5 separate regions of the Ovis aries genome follow, and all the other regions are linked to region 5. The links are chromatin contacts, called in public Hi-C maps. All regions are on one chromosome and are shown on one strand. Each heading gives the region's core, a stretch centred on a gene start, on an enhancer-like site or on the middle of the called end of the contact. The rest is flanking DNA. Distances are from core to core; before and after follow the strand shown.

Region 1 (3,239 bases), core at 264-2,763, 370 kb before region 5:
TAGGGATTCACTGGAGACCTGGAACATGACTATCCTCTCACACCCCATTTTTCTGACAACAAAAGGACAGTGAGGATGGAGGCCTGGAGGGATGTTCTGAGAGCTGAGAGCCATACAATGTGGCTGAAATAAAAGGGTGGGATGGAGATAAACCTGAAGAGGAAAGGGCCAGATTGAGGGATGCTTTGGGATTTATTCTATAGATAAAGAGATGTCATTGTAGTTTTAGCAGGATAAAATGCATCACTATTATAGTATTCATGCAATCATTTGATTGTTCATTTGTTAATTCAAGGACAAGTTACTGAGTGTATATTTACTGTGACAGGCACAGGTATCATAAAGATGAATAAGACAAAAATCTCTACTTCTGAGAGACTAACCCAGGAATGGGACATTCATATAAGAAAGTCATTATAACATATTTTGATAAGCAGTTCAAAGGAGTCATCTGAAAGGTAGTGGGGAAGCACAAAAACAAACACTCTGATGAGGAGGGAGTGCATGAATGGTCCAGGTAGTCCTATGTAGGGAAGGAAAATCTTTTCTTTCTTCCCATCCAAGATTTATTGGCTGAGACTCTGCAAACTAGGCTGACAAAAGAACAGCTTAACAAGAGAAAAACAAGCAAAAATCTATCAGTGCATGCATTGCACACATACATGGGGGCAGTCAGTGATGAATAACTCAAAGGGGTGTTTAGAACTTGTGCTTCATAGCATCTTGCCAAAAAAATAATAGATTTTTTTTTTTTTTTAGAAAAGTGACTAGACAAAGGGAAAAGACTTTGAGTTTCTAGGGCAGTAAATTGCGGAAGGTAAATATATGGAGGAATTAATGGAACATAAAGGCTAACCAGTAAGGTCTGTGAAGTAGATATCTCTGGGGTAATTACTTCTTCCTGATAGAGAAGGGAATGGGGAACACCTTTACAAATTTATGTCTTTTAGGCAAATAGGGAGAGGGCACAGGGCTTTTCTTGTATCTATTTCTTCTCAGTTTCCTTCGGCTCTAAATAATACTTATGTCAAAATGGCATATTTTGAGGTGGCATATTCTGCTTTCACTTAAAGAACAAGAATCAGTCACGGAAACAAAAGCACATTAAGAATTCCAACAGAGAAAATTTAATATTAGAAATTAGTTAGTCAGGTCTTGGAGAACTGAAAATGCAAAAAGGGAACACTGAGGTTTCATACAGACAACAACTTCAGGAAGCAACTACCACCTCCTAGGTCTGAGCAAACCAAGGGAAGAGATCAGAGTTATTAGAATTTAGAAGCTGAATGAAATACTATGCACAGGTGGGATGCAGGCCTTGGAGGAGGAGATATGACTGGCTGGTGCTGGTGTTTCTGAGGAAGGTAGGATGAAGCTGGTTCTTCTAGGGATGGAAACAACTGCTGTTGTCAAAATAAAGGTCACTGCTGGGTGACTTTACAGAAACAGCAAGCAAATAGGAAGGAACTAGTCCCTTCAACTTCCTCATGCCTTCCTATCTCCCTGTCTTCCTTTAGTGCCCTCTATTGACAGAAACCAACAGGAATTCTGATGGCTAAAAAGGAAGCTGGTTTGCACAGCTCTAACCTGAGAAAGGTGGGTTTGGCACTGACAGAAAATAGCTTAATCTCCGGAGTGTATCTTATAAAATGAGGAGGCAGGCTTAAAAGGAAGGTATTTCAGGCAAAAGGAAACCACATGTGCAAAGGCATGATGCCATCAAAGTGCTCTGTGCTTTGGGAATAACAAGTATGAAATCAGTTGTAGCTTGAATGCAAAATGCATTGATAGAGTATCAGGCAGAGCAACTGGAATGATAGAAAGGGATCTTGTTCTGAAGGGCAGGGAATCCTATGCTAAGAAGCAAAGGAAAATATTATTTTTAATATCTCTTGAATTTTTCAGTAGTTTATGTTTTTCTCACCCTCATTGCCATTAAAAGTATACCTTGAATCTAGGCTTATTGTTCTAGGAAAGGAGGAGTATTTGATACAGCAGAGAACAAAGAGGTCACTGCCTAGGTTTTTTAATTTCAAAACAGTTTTTTAATTACCTAGGGAGATAAGGTCCATCTAGTCAAAGCTATGGTTTTTCCAGTAGTAATGTACAGATGTGAGAGTTGGACCATAAAGAAAGCTAAGCGCAGAAGAACTGATGCTTTTGAACTGGTGTTGGAGAAGATTCTTGAGAGTCCCTTGGATTACAAAGATATGAAACCAATCCTAAAGGAAAAAGTCCTGAAATATTCATTGGAAGGACTGATGCTGAAGCTGAAATTCCAATATTTTGGCCACCTGATGTGAAGAACTGACTTACTGGAAGACTATGATGCTGGGCAAGATTGAAGGCAGGAGGAGAAGGGGATGACAGAAAATGAGAAGGTTGGATGGCATCACCGACTCAATGGACATGAGTTTGAGCAAGCTCCGGGAGTTGGTGATGGACAGGGAAGCATGCTGTGCTGTAGCCCATGGGGTTGCAAAGAGTCGGACATGATTGAATTACTGAACTGACTGACTAACTGAGGGAGATAAAATAGCCCGAGGGTAAGATCTTTTGATCTGCAAAAATTTGGCTTTTTGAAATAGAAGATATTGACTCTTTGTGACTCCATGGACTGTAGCCCACCAGGCTCCTCTGTCGGCAGAATTCTCCAGGCAAGTATGCTGAAGTCGGTTGCCATTTTCTTCTCCAAGGGATCTTCCTGACCCAGAGACTGAACCCAGGTCTTCTGCATTGCAGGCAGATTCTTTACCATTTGAGCCACTGGGGAAGCACACAAAAGGCTATGAAGAGCCAATAAACCATAGTTTATTCTAAGAAGCCACAGAGCAGGAATACATTGGATAGGATATAAAGCAAGTTCCTGTTCCACAGGATGAAAAGGTCTTCTGCAGCTGAGGGAGGAACCACCCACAAATTCAGATTCAGATTCCAGTGCTCTAGGTTCCTCCCTTGCCCCTCACCTCTGGGTCAGACCTGGGCAGGGCAGGGCAGGGCATGTGTGTATGTGTGAACTTTCTGAAGACCTTCTGTGACAAATCACAGAACAAAAAGTTTATTCCTCAGTTCTTCAGTTGCACCTATTCAAACTGTCTGCTCCTCAGAGAAGCCCTGTGTTGACATGGGTCTGCGATGATAACTTGAGTTGGGTTTTGGATACTGTCATCACCAAACACTGACTCAAAGGACGTCAATTTGAGCAAACTCTGGGAGATGGTGGAAGACGGAGGAGCCTG
Region 2 (2,936 bases), core at 285-2,784, 320 kb before region 5:
ACATGAACTTCATCTCTGTAAAGACAGAATGAAATCACTGCTGCCAATCACTTATCAAAACAAATATTAGATGCTTCATTAGAATCTATGGAAATCTCAGAAATAATAATTTCATTAAAAAAGCAAGTTCTTTAAAAAGTTTTTAGAGTGTATAAGGCAGTTATCAACTTTCAGTCTGATTTTATTGATATTTGTTATAGGCTAGATATTGGATGCTAAGGTTAAAGAACTGTCAGTACAATAATTTTGAGCATCAAATTCATTACAAAAGTATTAAATGAGTACTGTTAGAGCTTTATTCTTTTTGTGTTTTAAAATATATTCATGAAAATAATTCCTGTGGATGTAGTGTTTCAGCACTGTAACATACTGTACTGTTTATCTGAAAGAAGCTAAGAGAGCATATCTTAAAAGCACTCATCATAAGAAAAAAAAATTGTATCTATCTGTGGTGATGGATGTTAACTAGACTTATTGCCTTTATTTTACAATATAAACAAATATTGAATCATTTTGTTGGATACCTGGAACTAATGTATTTCAGTTATATCTCAATTAAAAATCAATATATTCATATGATAACTATTAACATATTTGGCACACAGTACATTTTTGGGTGAAGCTCTTATCAGTAATGAACAGGCCACAAGAGTACAGGTTTACAGTCATCAAAGGGTTCATTGTAGAGCTTGACTTTGAATATTTGAAAGTAGATGTTTATTTCTTCAAGGCCTAACTTGTCTCATTGGAAATTTTGTTCAATAATATTCTCAGGGCTAAAAAGAATTTAGTATACAATTTATTGCTGAACAGATGACAAAAACTGAACTCCTAGTTCAGTTCAGTCCTTCAGTCATGTCCGACTCTTTGCCACCCCACAAACCGCAGGACGGTTGGATGGCATCACCAACTCAATCGACATGAATCTGAGTAAACTCTGGGAGTTGGTGATGGACAGGGAGGTCTGGCGTGGTGCAATCCACGGTGTCATAGAGTTGGACACGAGTTAGCGACTGAACTGAACTGAAATGTTAACATGACAACACAGTTGTGTGAACCACGTGGAAAGTCCTAGGGTATCACTTTGTATAGACTCCAAAAACTAGGAAGAATTTTTCTTTTCTTCTCTTATCTCAGGGGTCAATGACCTCTGAGAAAAATTGACAGAAGAAAAATTATAATAAAGGGTCACAGTCAGTTCAGTCGTTCAGTCATGTCCGACTCTTTGCGACCCCATTGAGGGGTGAGAGGTAGACGGACTTTGTCTTCCACTTCTGCCACCGTCATTCCAACCCGCCTCTGGGCTGGAAATGTCTCCCTCCATCCCTGCAGCCGCCCCCACGACTCCAGCCCGCCCTCCTCTGCCTCGCCCTTAGCGTCCCTTGCCTCCCACTCACAGTACCCAGCGTAACCTAAGCCCGTTCTTTGACCCCAGCCAGGAGACTTCAAGCTTCCGCCCAGGACTTGGCCCGGGGCGGCGCAGGGGTGTCCTGTTTCCGCGTTGGCGAGCGGCGTGGGTCGTGACGTCATCGCGCCTTGACGTCAGGCCGACGTGCAGCACGGTCTCCTGGGAGACCAGGAAAGCCTTTTGCCCCCGGCGGAATCGAAGTATAGGTGAGAGAGACAAGGAAAGGCTTTCTTGAGCCCTGGAATGATCTGGTCCCGGCGCGCAGTTCCGAAGAAGAGGCGTGCTGGCACCCCGGGGGCAGAGCCGGAAAGCCGAGCCGTGGTGCCGCGCCCGGGGAGTGGGCCCCGCGCCTTGCCTCTGACCCCAGCTGCTGCCTTTGTCGAGTCTTCGCGAGCCCGTCCAGCTGGGTGCCCTCTTCTCTGCGTGGCTAGGATAGGCCTCATCCCCGCACCTTTTCTTCTTCCCGCCTCCGCGGGTCCCGTGGGAACGGGGTTATAAAGGGACAGATTTCAAAACCCTTGCAGCCGATTTTGGCTGTACTTGCAGTTAGTTTCTATTTGGAAAATCCTGTCCCTTCAGAAAGTCTCAGGACGTGAACTCCCTCTTCACCTGACCTTGACCTCATCTGTGGTGATTCACACTAAAGGAATAGTTCTTTAGGGAAGGGCCTGAAAGCTGAACGTGAGTTAATGGCCCAGCGTGACACTGGTGTCATGAAGGGAATCGGAAGTGAACGACTAGGGATGGGTCTGTATTTTTGACATCTTCCTTGTAACCCTGTCAGAGCAGGTTCACCAATACCTACGCGGCTACCGCCGGTTATCACCGCACCTCATGTCGAAGAAGAGTCTACAAAGTGTGTAATGTGAGAGAATAAAAGGGCCTCTTTGATTTTTTAAAAAAAAAAAAAGCAAAATAATGAAAGAGTAAATTAAGTTAAAAAAAATTTTTTCCCCCTCTTGCTAAAGGGAAAGAGATCTGTCCCATTCCTTTCTTGGGAAACCTTTTACGGCTGTGTGCTTCCTCTGTTCCTTCAACATGTATGTATGCAAATCTTTTGAAGACCCAGAATGTTTTTCTGGAGGACCTGGGAGCCATTTCTTTAAAATGTAAACATCAAGGGAAACAGGACCCATATCTCCATATTACTTTGGGAGTTTAGTGCTTCTAGTAACCAAGTGCTTTGTCTAGAGATATGTATTCATTTGAACAAACGCTGTTAGCTAGCACAGGTGGCTACTTCAATTACCAGGTGAATTTAAAACAAACTATGAAATAGAGTATAGTAAGCTCTGTTGAGGACAAATTATCTTTTATCTTGAGAACATGTATGTAATGGAGTGTACGTGCTTGGCTATATTAAAAAGTGGGATTTCTTTCTGTCTTTGTAATCTTATTAGCAGATTAGGTGTGCATCACAGTTTAGTTAAATGCTTATGTGATAATAAAATTGCTTTCTGCATCGTGGGGAAATTTTCTGGATGGCAGGATTTTAAAAATTTCCCTCAATAATCAGACCTACCAATTC
Region 3 (3,154 bases), core at 1-2,500, 390 kb before region 5:
AGATTAGACCAGAATTCCTTATAAACCTATTTATTTTGCGTTAACAATCATCTTTACATTGCCCATTCTGATAGAGGAAAGCCATGGCATAGATGGTCAAAGTAAAGGAGAATTTTACAACTGACCTTACAATGTACTATACAATGATTCTGATATTGCTGCTGCTGCTGCTGCTGCTAAGTCGCTTCAGTCGTGTCTGACTCTGTGCGACCCCATAGACGGCAGCCCACCAGGCTCCTCTGTCCAGGGGATTTTCCAGGCAAGAGTACTAGAGTGGGTGCCATTGCCTTCTCCGGATTCTGGTATTATGCCCACCTTCTATCTTACAGTTCTTACTGAACTGAACTTTATCTTACATTTTGTGTCAAAGTCACAGGTGCTTCCAATTTTACAGGAGTGAATAAATTTTAGTAAAATTGTCTATGAAGTGATTTTCTATTAATATAATTCTGTTCTGCTAATGATTTAAGATGACTAAAGATATCTTTCACTGGAGGAAAAAAATTTGCTAGGAAGTGTTGATTTTTATGTATTTTGAAATGCTTTATAACATTCTGAGAATGTTCATTACTCTCCTGATCTGAGATTTCTCCTATTTAAAGGAAAAATTATTATCCTATTTAAATTCTCCTATTTAAACACCTTTTATTTTTCCCTTTCCTTTTCTCAGACCATGAAAATCCTCACTTGGGTTCAAAGATTCTTGGTCTCTACACTTGCAACTCTTGAAATCCAGTCTGGGAGATCTCTCTCTGCTTCTATGTATTTAGTATCCAACAGAGCTAAAATGCACTGTCACATATAGCCAATAGATGCTGCCCTAAAATATGATGGACCCCAACCTGATATATTCACTTATGAATTCTCTCATGCAAATAGGTGCTGCATTCAATAAGTTCACTGACCTTGAAAGTCTATCAGAGAAATCTGTTTACAATGCTGCACTTGCAGTGTGGATTTTCTGAGCCTGGAAACTGATGGTAAGGGAAGCAATCCAGCATTACGCTGAGTGAAGAGGGAAAGCCAAGCTGCCACTAAATATTTTCTGTAAGTCATCCTCTGTCAGGTTAATTAGCCAGCAGATAAACAAGTGTCTCTGGGTCATTTTTAAAAATTAAATAAGAACAGAATTTTTTCTAGGCCACATGTATAGCCTGTCAGAGGAACACGAACTACTAGGCAAATGCCTGTACTCTCCTACTCCTACCCCACCCACCTTGAGCAGAAGAAAGGGAACATGTGCAGCTTTTGTTTATAGCTGGGGTCAGTGTGGGGCGTCATTGATCTGATCAATGCCACTGTGTGCCCTGGGCAGGACTCTAGCCTTTCAGCAAAGGATTGCTGCCTCTTGCCAAGACTTCTGTCGAGCTGTTATTAATATGTTCTCTTTCTCTCTTTCTACCTGCCTTTTCCTGACTGCCAGGAAGAAGTAGGCTGTCTTTGGCAATTCCTTTACACTCCTACATCTATTTTCCTATGGAGTAAGGCAAAAAGCATTGTGAGACTTCTCTCCTACTCCTTCTGAGGAGAGGGAACTAGAGTCACCAGCATAAAACTTGCTGCTGGTACGGTGTCCAACGTGGCTTCTTGTTCCTAGTGACCCTGAGTGGTTCAGTGAGTCTGAGACATTACCCAGCACCAGTTCCATTCAGCAAATGGTGTGGGCTTCCTGGCTTTATTTCCTCAGCTCTGGAACTCGTCATGCCATAAACCACAGGGACTTTGTAGGCATGTTATTGTATTAGCACCATATGGAGAATACTCATGGAACTCACATGCAGAATGTGTGATGTCAGACCAGTTTACACGACTCCAAATTTTGTGCAGCTGTTACACTCAGATGTTTCATTTCATTTTTTATGTCAGCACTAGCCCAATAAACCCACTGATTCTGAGACTGAAAAGGAAAGAGAGTTCTGTGTGCTCACACGTGTTTCAGAGCTGGGAAACTCTGCATCACATCTGTGCGGACCTGCTCTCACGATCAGAGGTCACATCAGAGCCTTGACTCCTGTACTCCTCACAGAAGGGCAAGCGTGATTTCTATGGAAATCAACAGACAAGCAAATATAAAAAGACAGTGACTCCTACACAAATGAGAAACAATTACCTAGGACTGCATGTGCTCTTAGAAAGAGACTCTTGCAAAGAAAAAAAGTCAGGAAAGACATTGCAGTTTCTTTGGAAGGTATTTGATAAAATCCACACAAAAAATAATTGGCCTCTGACAAGGAAAAGTGTTTGCTAACAAGTTCCCCTGTCTCTACCTCTTAAAGAATCAGCAAGCTTGTCTTGGGTTTGCCTTAGTGAGGGCAAGATGAATCACTGTCTTTCACCAGTAAAGGAAAACCCTCAAAGGTTGTCACCAAAATAATGCTGATCTTCAAAAATAAATAGCTTTTAACATTTCCTTGGAATTAAGGCTAGAAGGCTACACATTTTTTAATACCTGAGTTTTTAGATTCATATAAGCTATTTATGACTCCATAATATGACTACATGCGTTATTTAAAAATAAATGCTGAGAACTGTGGATTTTCTGTGATTCATTTGGGAAAGGTTGTGGTTCTTTGCGGTTTGGTTAAAAAGAAAAAGGAACAGAAATTTAAAGATTAAAATAAAAAAAAGATGGTATTCTCTGCTGTTCTGGACTGGTGCAGGCACAGTTTCTGGGCCCAAGTTAAGATTTGATATAAGCTTATTTCCTCTTTGTCCCATCCCCATCACTCCACCTCAGAGATTTTCACAGACTCATCTCCATGCCTTGTGATACAGCAGAGTAAAGCTTTGCAAACACAACAGACTGTTAGAAAGTGGATCCCGTATAAGAGACATTATGGAATTGCTTGCTTGTCTCTCCTCCCTGTATAATTTTTTGAAATTCAGAGAAAACAAATCAAAACTTCTGAGGAAGAGAGTTTATCTTTTGAAGAAGAGAAAAAACATTCAGTTGCAACACGCTGTGAACATTTCAGGGCCTGCTTCTGATTCCAGCTGCATGGCGTGCCTTGCTACTTAAGACAGAAAATCCCCTGCCGTGTTCCCTAAGCAGGCACATTCAGCAGCTTTCATGAACTCCTGGGCACAGTTTAGACTTTGGCTCTTAATGCTCAGTCATTAAAATTGCTATAGGAGATGGAACTCTGTGGAGAGT
Region 4 (3,022 bases), core at 282-2,781, 490 kb before region 5:
CCTCCAACCCCAGAGTGTTTTAAACTCTGAACTCTTAAAGCAGCAGTGTCTGGAACATCTTGAAAGTGCAGAATCCTCTGCCTTTTGACATTTCTATTTCAAGAGGTCTAGGGTGGGGCTAGGCAATCTGTAGCTGACTTTTCCAGGTGATCTGGGTGGTCAGTTCACAAACAACCAACAGAAAGTAGGACTTATCTTAGTCATTATTGCATAACTAGTACTTGCTATGTACACACCCAATAGAAGTGAATTGAATAGACTGAATGAATGGCCTGGTAAAATTGTGGGACTTCTCTGAAGGAATCATTTAATACAGATGAAAACCAGTTAGATTAAACTTTGATTGTGTGCTGCATGAATTAACCAACAGGTCTAAAATGAAGGGGATTAAAGATTACACCTGGCTGTCATGGATTCTATGAAGATAAGAACAGTCCAGTAAGCAACTAAGCCTGTGCACCACAACCATTGAACCTGTGCTCTAGAGTCTGGGAATCACAACTACTGAGCCCACGTGCTGCAGCTGTTGAAGCCTGCGTGCCCCAGAGCCTGTGCTTTGCAACAGGGGAAGTCACTGCAATAAGCCCACACACCTCAACTGGAGTAGCCCCTGCTTGCTACAACTAGAGAAAAGCCTGAGAGCAGCAACAAGACCCAGCATAGTCATAAATGAATAAAATTATTTTTTTAAAAAAGAACAGGTCAATAGATTATTAGGCACTTTACAAATAAAATTTGGATAAACACAATAGATTGTGATCTGGCATAAGCATTTTAGAATTCATTCTATTTTCTCTGTATCATTTTCCAGTAAGCCTTCACTTTTTCCCAGACAGAAGTATCTTGTTGCCTCATCAGAGGTGGAGAAAAGATGTGAGTTTCAAGATAAAAGGAGATTATAAATGAGAAATATTTTTAAAACTTGGAAATGGTCTGCAAAGTGAACATTCTATCACTTTTTGAAAATATGAATCTTAACTTTACATTTATCAAAACATGCTCTTACCTCTGAGCTTTACATTAATTCACCCTTCATTCCTGCTGATGAAATTCTCTACTTTTAGTCGCTGTGACATATTGTCTAGTAGCATTTTCCAATCTTCTCCCACCAACACTATATTTAAGATCCACTTGAGGTAAATAAATTTCAGCCAGAATCTTTTCTTACTCTAGGATCCAAGAGTAGAGAACTGCCTCTCAGGAAAATAGGAAATCTTCCTTCAGATAAATTCCAAGAGTGGCCCATTAGTAACAACATCAAGATAGGGTTTTCACCAATAGGTTTCATGTTTTAAAACATCAGTAATTCAGTTGCATAAAAATAGTATGACTTTTCTCTCACTTTGAATATATCACATACATGTACTTTGAGTTAGAGAATAAGCTGTCCTTATATACACAGCCAGAAAAAATTACAGCTTGGACTTAGCACTCAAAGATAAGGAATTGTCAACCTGCCATTTATGCAAATTGGCTGTGTTCTCAGAACGAAATTGCTGAGAGCCAAGCCCTCTGTTTTAAAATCTCAAGTCTTCATTGTGCTTTCTGAGTCATGCTAGTCACTGTTTCCTTCTTGGACTGGTAACCAGAAATGATTGTCTTTCCACCAGAAGGTTGTTGGGGAATTAACTATTACTAATAATTGTGAAATCAGAAAGCAAGAAAGAGATATTAATACTTTACAGCACACATTCTGTTAGTAAAAATGAAAACAGGAGATCTTCAGTCACCTGAAGTTTCAAGTAATCTCAGCTTTTACATGAATAAATTGTTCATTGGAAGTACTATACTGAACCGAGCAGTCATACTAAAGTAAATCCAGCAGAAAAGAATCATGGGAATTAGCAATAAAAGGAGTACATGTGTGCTTGCTTAGTCGTGTCTGACTCTTTGTGACCCCATGGGCTGTAGCCTGCCAGGCTCCTCTGTTCAGGGAATTTTCCAGGGAAGAATACTAGAGTGGGTTGCCATTGAAAAAAAATTGGAATATTTCAATCCTATAAGCATATTTAAAAACAGATGACTTAGGGCCACATACAGAAAGTATGCACATGCATCTGCCATATATATTGCATATATGTTTGTGTCTTGTAGTTTTGAAGAGCATTCAAATAGGCACTTCTTCACGTACATGTACTTCTAATATTTAATCTAGTGACTTGAATGTAGCACTCAGTGAATAAATGATTTTTTTAAGTGAAAAGTTAAGAAGTTTTTAAAGTTAAGTTCAGTGACAAGAAACCAGTTAAGTAAAACTTAGTTATTTGGAAAGTTAAACAGCTATTTGTTTCCACGTGGAAAACTGCTTATAATATAATGTTAGGTAAAATATGAATATACTATAATGTTATAATAAAAAACCTTTGAATAAAATAAGACAGAATAACTATAGCAGGGCTATACCAGGGCTTCCCTGGTAGCTCAGTGGTAAAGTATTTGCCTGCCAATGCAGGAGATGAGGGTTTGATCCTTGGGTTGGGACTATCCCCTGGAGAAGGAAATGGCAACCAATTCCAATACTCTTGCCTGGGAAATCCCATGGACAGAGGAGCCTGGCGGGCTGCAGTCCATGGAGTTGCAAAGAGTCAGATATGATTTAGTGGCTAAACAACAACAGCTATAGCAAAATGTTAAAATGGGACTTGGGAAGTTTCACCTATGGGTAGTCTTATGTCTCCTCTCTGCTTTCTTTTTCTTTAATAAACATGTATCATAAAATGTTATATAATATATGTACTATATAACATGTATATAATTTGGCATATCTGGAATTGGCAGGAAATGCTATAGGAATAGAAATATTGCTTTGTGACTGTTCTTATGTTTCTGACATTCTAGGTCATGCTGCTGTCTAACTGGTAGAGCCTGCAAGCAGGAAGACTTAGTTAGAAGATAACTTGTGGCAGTTTCTGCTTTAGCCAAGAATATGTTTAGCTACATGTAACAGAAAACAGTTTAACCAAATTGGGGGTTTATTTTTCAGATATAACAATGAGTCCAGGGTAGCCACTCTAGGACTACT
Region 5 (3,305 bases), core at 384-2,883:
CTCCCTCTCCGGTCTGACCTTAAAATCAAAGTCCATTTTGCATCCTCCGCCCTGGGCTTCAGTCACTCCAGGTCCTCAGGGCTCCTCGAGGCCACCTACGTTTTCCATTGTCAAGGTGATCTACCAGCAGGAGCTCCAGACCATGGATCGGGGAACCAGGGCTTCCTGTTTCTGTCCTCTGAGCAGCTGTGGGGCATTCAGCAAGTCACACTGTCCCTTTGGGCCACACAGGGGTTTAAGGATATTTCCTCCAAAACCCCTTTCAGTGGCAATTCGCGGGGATCAGACGAGAGCATTCAGACCAACAAGGACCTACTGTATAGCACAGGGAACTCTGCCTAATGTTACGTGGCAGCCTGGATGTGAGGGGAAGAATGGATAACATGTATATGCATGGCTGAGTCCCTTTGCTGTTCACTTGAAACTCACAGCATTGTTTATCGGCTATACCCTAATACAAAAAAAGCTTAAAAAAAAAAGAGATCTCCTGAAAGTCCCCTTTGGTTGTGGAAGTCAGTCATCCTGTGTCACAGAATTCCCGAACATGGTGAGTCTGGCTTGGCCTGGGCAAAGCCACGGCTACCCCCAAGTGCAGACTTTCCTTAGACGAGTTCTTCCTGTGGCTCTTGACCTCCTGCCCGTCCCCCTACCAGGAAGGTCCCTAGCCATAGCCTCCACAACCAGGCGTTCTCCTGAGGGTCCTGTTCCTTTCCTGAGCAGGTCTCAGTCCTGCTCTCCCAACCTAAACTAGACTGTCCCCTCGTCGTGCCGATCTCCTGGGGGGTCAGAGGAGCAACACGGGAGACCAGCTATGGCTTATTCTCCATCTGCATGATGAGCCTGTCATTTCTGCTTCCTAGCTGGACCTGCCTAACCAGACGGGCGCTGGGGTCACTGTGTGTGAGAGATGAGACAGACTCCTGCCGGTGAGGTGATGCTGAGGGTGGGCTGTTCTGTGGCGGATGTCACCTCTGTCCTGCAGAGGGGCCCCCAGGCGTCCCCCCCATCCACCCCCCAGGGCCTCTGCGGAAGGCCTTGTACCCCTGCCTCAGGCCTGGCCACACTTTGCCAAAGTTCCAGAATCTTCTTGGCCCCTTTGAACCAAACAGATGCTCTCTGAAAGAGAACAGGGTTGCCCTTTTGCCATATCCATTTCAGTCAGCTGGCATCTCATATTTCCCCTTTAAAAAATGAGCAACTTTTTCTGCTCATCCAGCAAGGCGGAGCAGTTTCTGTCATGGGTTTAGGCACCACCCTCACCTCTACAAAAGGAAAGAAAATCAATTATGTGTGTTGTAAACTAGCTTCCCCTGGGGTCCAGGCCCTACTCAGGCAGACCCTAGGGGAGAGAGGGTCTCCCTCTCCCTCTCTCCCCTTCCCCAGAGGGTGCGTTCCCAGCTGGGGAGGGGAGAAAGGAAGGCCTATTGTTCCCACCGGCCATGTGCTGGGTGTTCCCCCTGGGAGCCTGGAGATGCGATCATCTCCCGCCTGGTGTTCTGTTGGTTTTGTTTCTGGTCTTTTTTGCTGTGCCTCCTGGCCCAGGCCCCCCAGCCGCCCCCCACCCCTGTGCTGCACCGGTTCGTCCTGTCCTCTGTGTGCGCCTTTGATGTCCGGCTCAGTTCTGGGGGAGCGGAGGAACTTCTCCCACCTGCCAGACTCTGGAGGGAGTGGGGTGTTGTGGGGGGAGGGTAGGCAGAGCGAGTGAACAAAGGCATGTGGGGGGAGGGGTGCCAAGAAGGGAAGGGGCGGCTGCTCCCTGCCTGCCAGTGTTGGGATGGGGGACGCGGCAGGGCTGAGCCGACATCACCAACTTCTCGGGCCTTCGGAGCATCCTGCCTGCTGAGGCTCCGAGGCAGACTCCGGCAGGAGGAGCCAGGAAATTCTGGTCGGGTCCCGCCTCTGCCACCGTGTGACCCCGCGCGGCCCTGCGCCTCCCAGGGTGAGCCTCTCTGCCCCGAGTGGGGCAGTAACTCCCGCTCCGCCCTTCTGCTTCCTGGGCTGAGGGTGAGAGGCGCTAACACAGCCCTCTCCGAGAAGGCGCTGGGAGAAGCAAAAGGCCTTTGTGAGTCAGCGGTGGGAGTCGCTGCTGGGTGCTCACCCACGGTTTACCCGCCACCCCGGGTCACATAAGCATCTGGTGAGCTCGTGCTGCCCCCTAGAGGCCATACCGCTCCTCATACTTCACCTATTTCCAGTTATATTTTTATTTTCTCAAAACCATCAGAGAAATTAAGGATGAATATGTAATAACCCAGCGGTGGTTCTGAATTACTTTTATACCAGTGAAGTAACAAAATATATTTTAAAATATTTTTTTAATGGAGGCAGTGGCCCATGAGGGCAAAAGAGTACAAGGCAACCCTGGACCCAAGGTCTCAGGTGGCCTGTCCGAGCTCATCCTTCCTTGGGCGACTACCTGCTAGCTGGCTGCCCCTCCAAGCCGGTGGGGAGGCCTGACGGTGGCTACCTGCCAAGGCCTTTCCCCAAAGGGCCCATGTTTTCCCCCAAGATGATGGAGATAACATGGAGGAACAGATGGAGAAACCGAAGCAATTTGGCTGCTTTTCTTCAGGCTTTAAAAAGCCTTTGAAAATCCCCAAAGATTACAAAATGGCTTGATAAATACCTATCTTTCTCTTTGCTGATATTGAGACAGCACTAGTTGGCTTGGAGAGAAATTAGGGCTCCTGCATATTAACAATAATGGCTGCATTCCCTCTTTATGAGAAATGTTCTCACAGAGTGTGCAGTGCAGCCCCAGGTGGCAACTGCCCGTATTTTTAGATGAGGAATTTGGGGCCTAAAAAGGTCACATGCTGGTGAGAGGGGAACCATAGCTTGAGCCGGAAGATTCTGGCTTCAATCCCCCCAACTCCCCCACCCCCTGACACCCCCCGCTTTTGAGTGCTGGGCCCCACCCTTGCATGGCAGGGGAAACACTGCAAAAAAGCCAACAAGCCTTTTCCCTCCATACCCGTGGGATTAGTAATCTAGTCAACGGTTGGTCATCCTCTAGTTGTGATGAATAATCATCTGAAAACTCATGTCCTTTGACCTGGTTACCACTTTCCTTTTCCCTTCTCATCTGACAGATTCCTTGAGAGCCTTGGACATTCCAGAGAGCTCTGCACGCCCCTCCCTGGCCCCTTCCCAGGCCTCTCTAAGAAGCTTCTCTTTAGACTTGGCCTCCCGGCCTTGGGACAGGAATGAAAGGCCATGGGCCTTCTGGAGGCTTCCCTCCATGGTCCCCTCTGGCCCCACGTTCTCTCCCCTGTCCTAAACAGGCAGGATGACGGGCAGAACTG

What was found. A called contact is a pair of places that touch in the nucleus more often than the background predicts.
Region 1: a Hi-C map of liver shows a contact between it and region 5, with 4 times the contacts expected there. The contact joins two enhancer-like sites. A contact is called at or near these places in 2 of 16 Hi-C or Micro-C datasets (liver and skin fibroblasts).
Region 2: a contact with region 5 is called in a Hi-C map of tail adipose tissue, with 6 times the contacts expected there. The contact joins the promoter of LEKR1 here to the enhancer-like site in region 5. A contact is called at or near these places in 5 of 16 Hi-C or Micro-C datasets (hypothalamus, liver, skin fibroblasts and 1 more).
Region 3: a contact with region 5 is called in a Hi-C map of skin fibroblasts, with 2.6 times the contacts expected there. The contact joins two enhancer-like sites. A contact is called at or near these places in 2 of 16 Hi-C or Micro-C datasets (liver and skin fibroblasts).
Region 4: a Hi-C map of tail adipose tissue shows a contact between it and region 5, with 12 times the contacts expected there. The contact joins two enhancer-like sites. A contact is called at or near these places in 8 of 16 Hi-C or Micro-C datasets (blood, hypothalamus, liver and 4 more).

The regions. Positions count from the first base shown.
Region 1 is chr1:231,567,090-231,570,328 of ARS-UI_Ramb_v3.0, reverse strand. The region is part of intron 2 of LOC105603748 (a long non-coding RNA gene); the gene reads right to left. Among named protein-coding and RNA genes, the nearest start is that of LEKR1, 48 kb to the right of the region's middle. Within about 2 kb of position 1,513, at least 4 of the 54 cell types and tissues checked have an H3K27ac peak or open chromatin away from gene starts, as enhancers often do. A contact at or near this core is called in liver, where this site is marked.
Region 2 is chr1:231,519,058-231,521,993 of ARS-UI_Ramb_v3.0, reverse strand. LEKR1 (leucine, glutamate and lysine rich 1) reads left to right here and starts at 1,534. Exons shown (of 11, transcript XM_060394367.1): 1 at 1,534-1,614.
Region 3 is chr1:231,586,752-231,589,905 of ARS-UI_Ramb_v3.0, reverse strand. The region is part of intron 3 of LOC105603748 (a long non-coding RNA gene); the gene reads right to left. Among named protein-coding and RNA genes, the nearest start is that of LEKR1, 68 kb to the right of the region's middle. Within about 2 kb of position 1,250, at least 11 of the 54 cell types and tissues checked have an H3K27ac peak or open chromatin away from gene starts, as enhancers often do. A contact at or near this core is called in liver, where this site is marked.
Region 4 is chr1:231,691,005-231,694,026 of ARS-UI_Ramb_v3.0, reverse strand. All of the region lies in intron 1 of TIPARP (TCDD inducible poly(ADP-ribose) polymerase), which reads left to right. It overlaps LOC114113873 (a long non-coding RNA gene), which reads right to left. Exons shown (of 2, transcript XR_003588606.3): 2 at 2,955-3,022. Among named protein-coding and RNA genes, the nearest start is that of TIPARP, 110 kb to the left of the region's middle. Within about 2 kb of position 1,531, at least 7 of the 54 cell types and tissues checked have an H3K27ac peak or open chromatin away from gene starts, as enhancers often do. A contact at or near this core is called in liver, where this site is marked.
Region 5 is chr1:231,199,264-231,202,568 of ARS-UI_Ramb_v3.0, reverse strand. The region is part of intron 1 of LOC132657285 (a long non-coding RNA gene); the gene reads left to right. Among named protein-coding and RNA genes, the nearest start is that of CCNL1, 33 kb to the right of the region's middle. Within about 2 kb of position 1,633, at least 36 of the 54 cell types and tissues checked have an H3K27ac peak or open chromatin away from gene starts, as enhancers often do. A contact at or near this core is called in hypothalamus, liver and tail adipose tissue, where this site is marked.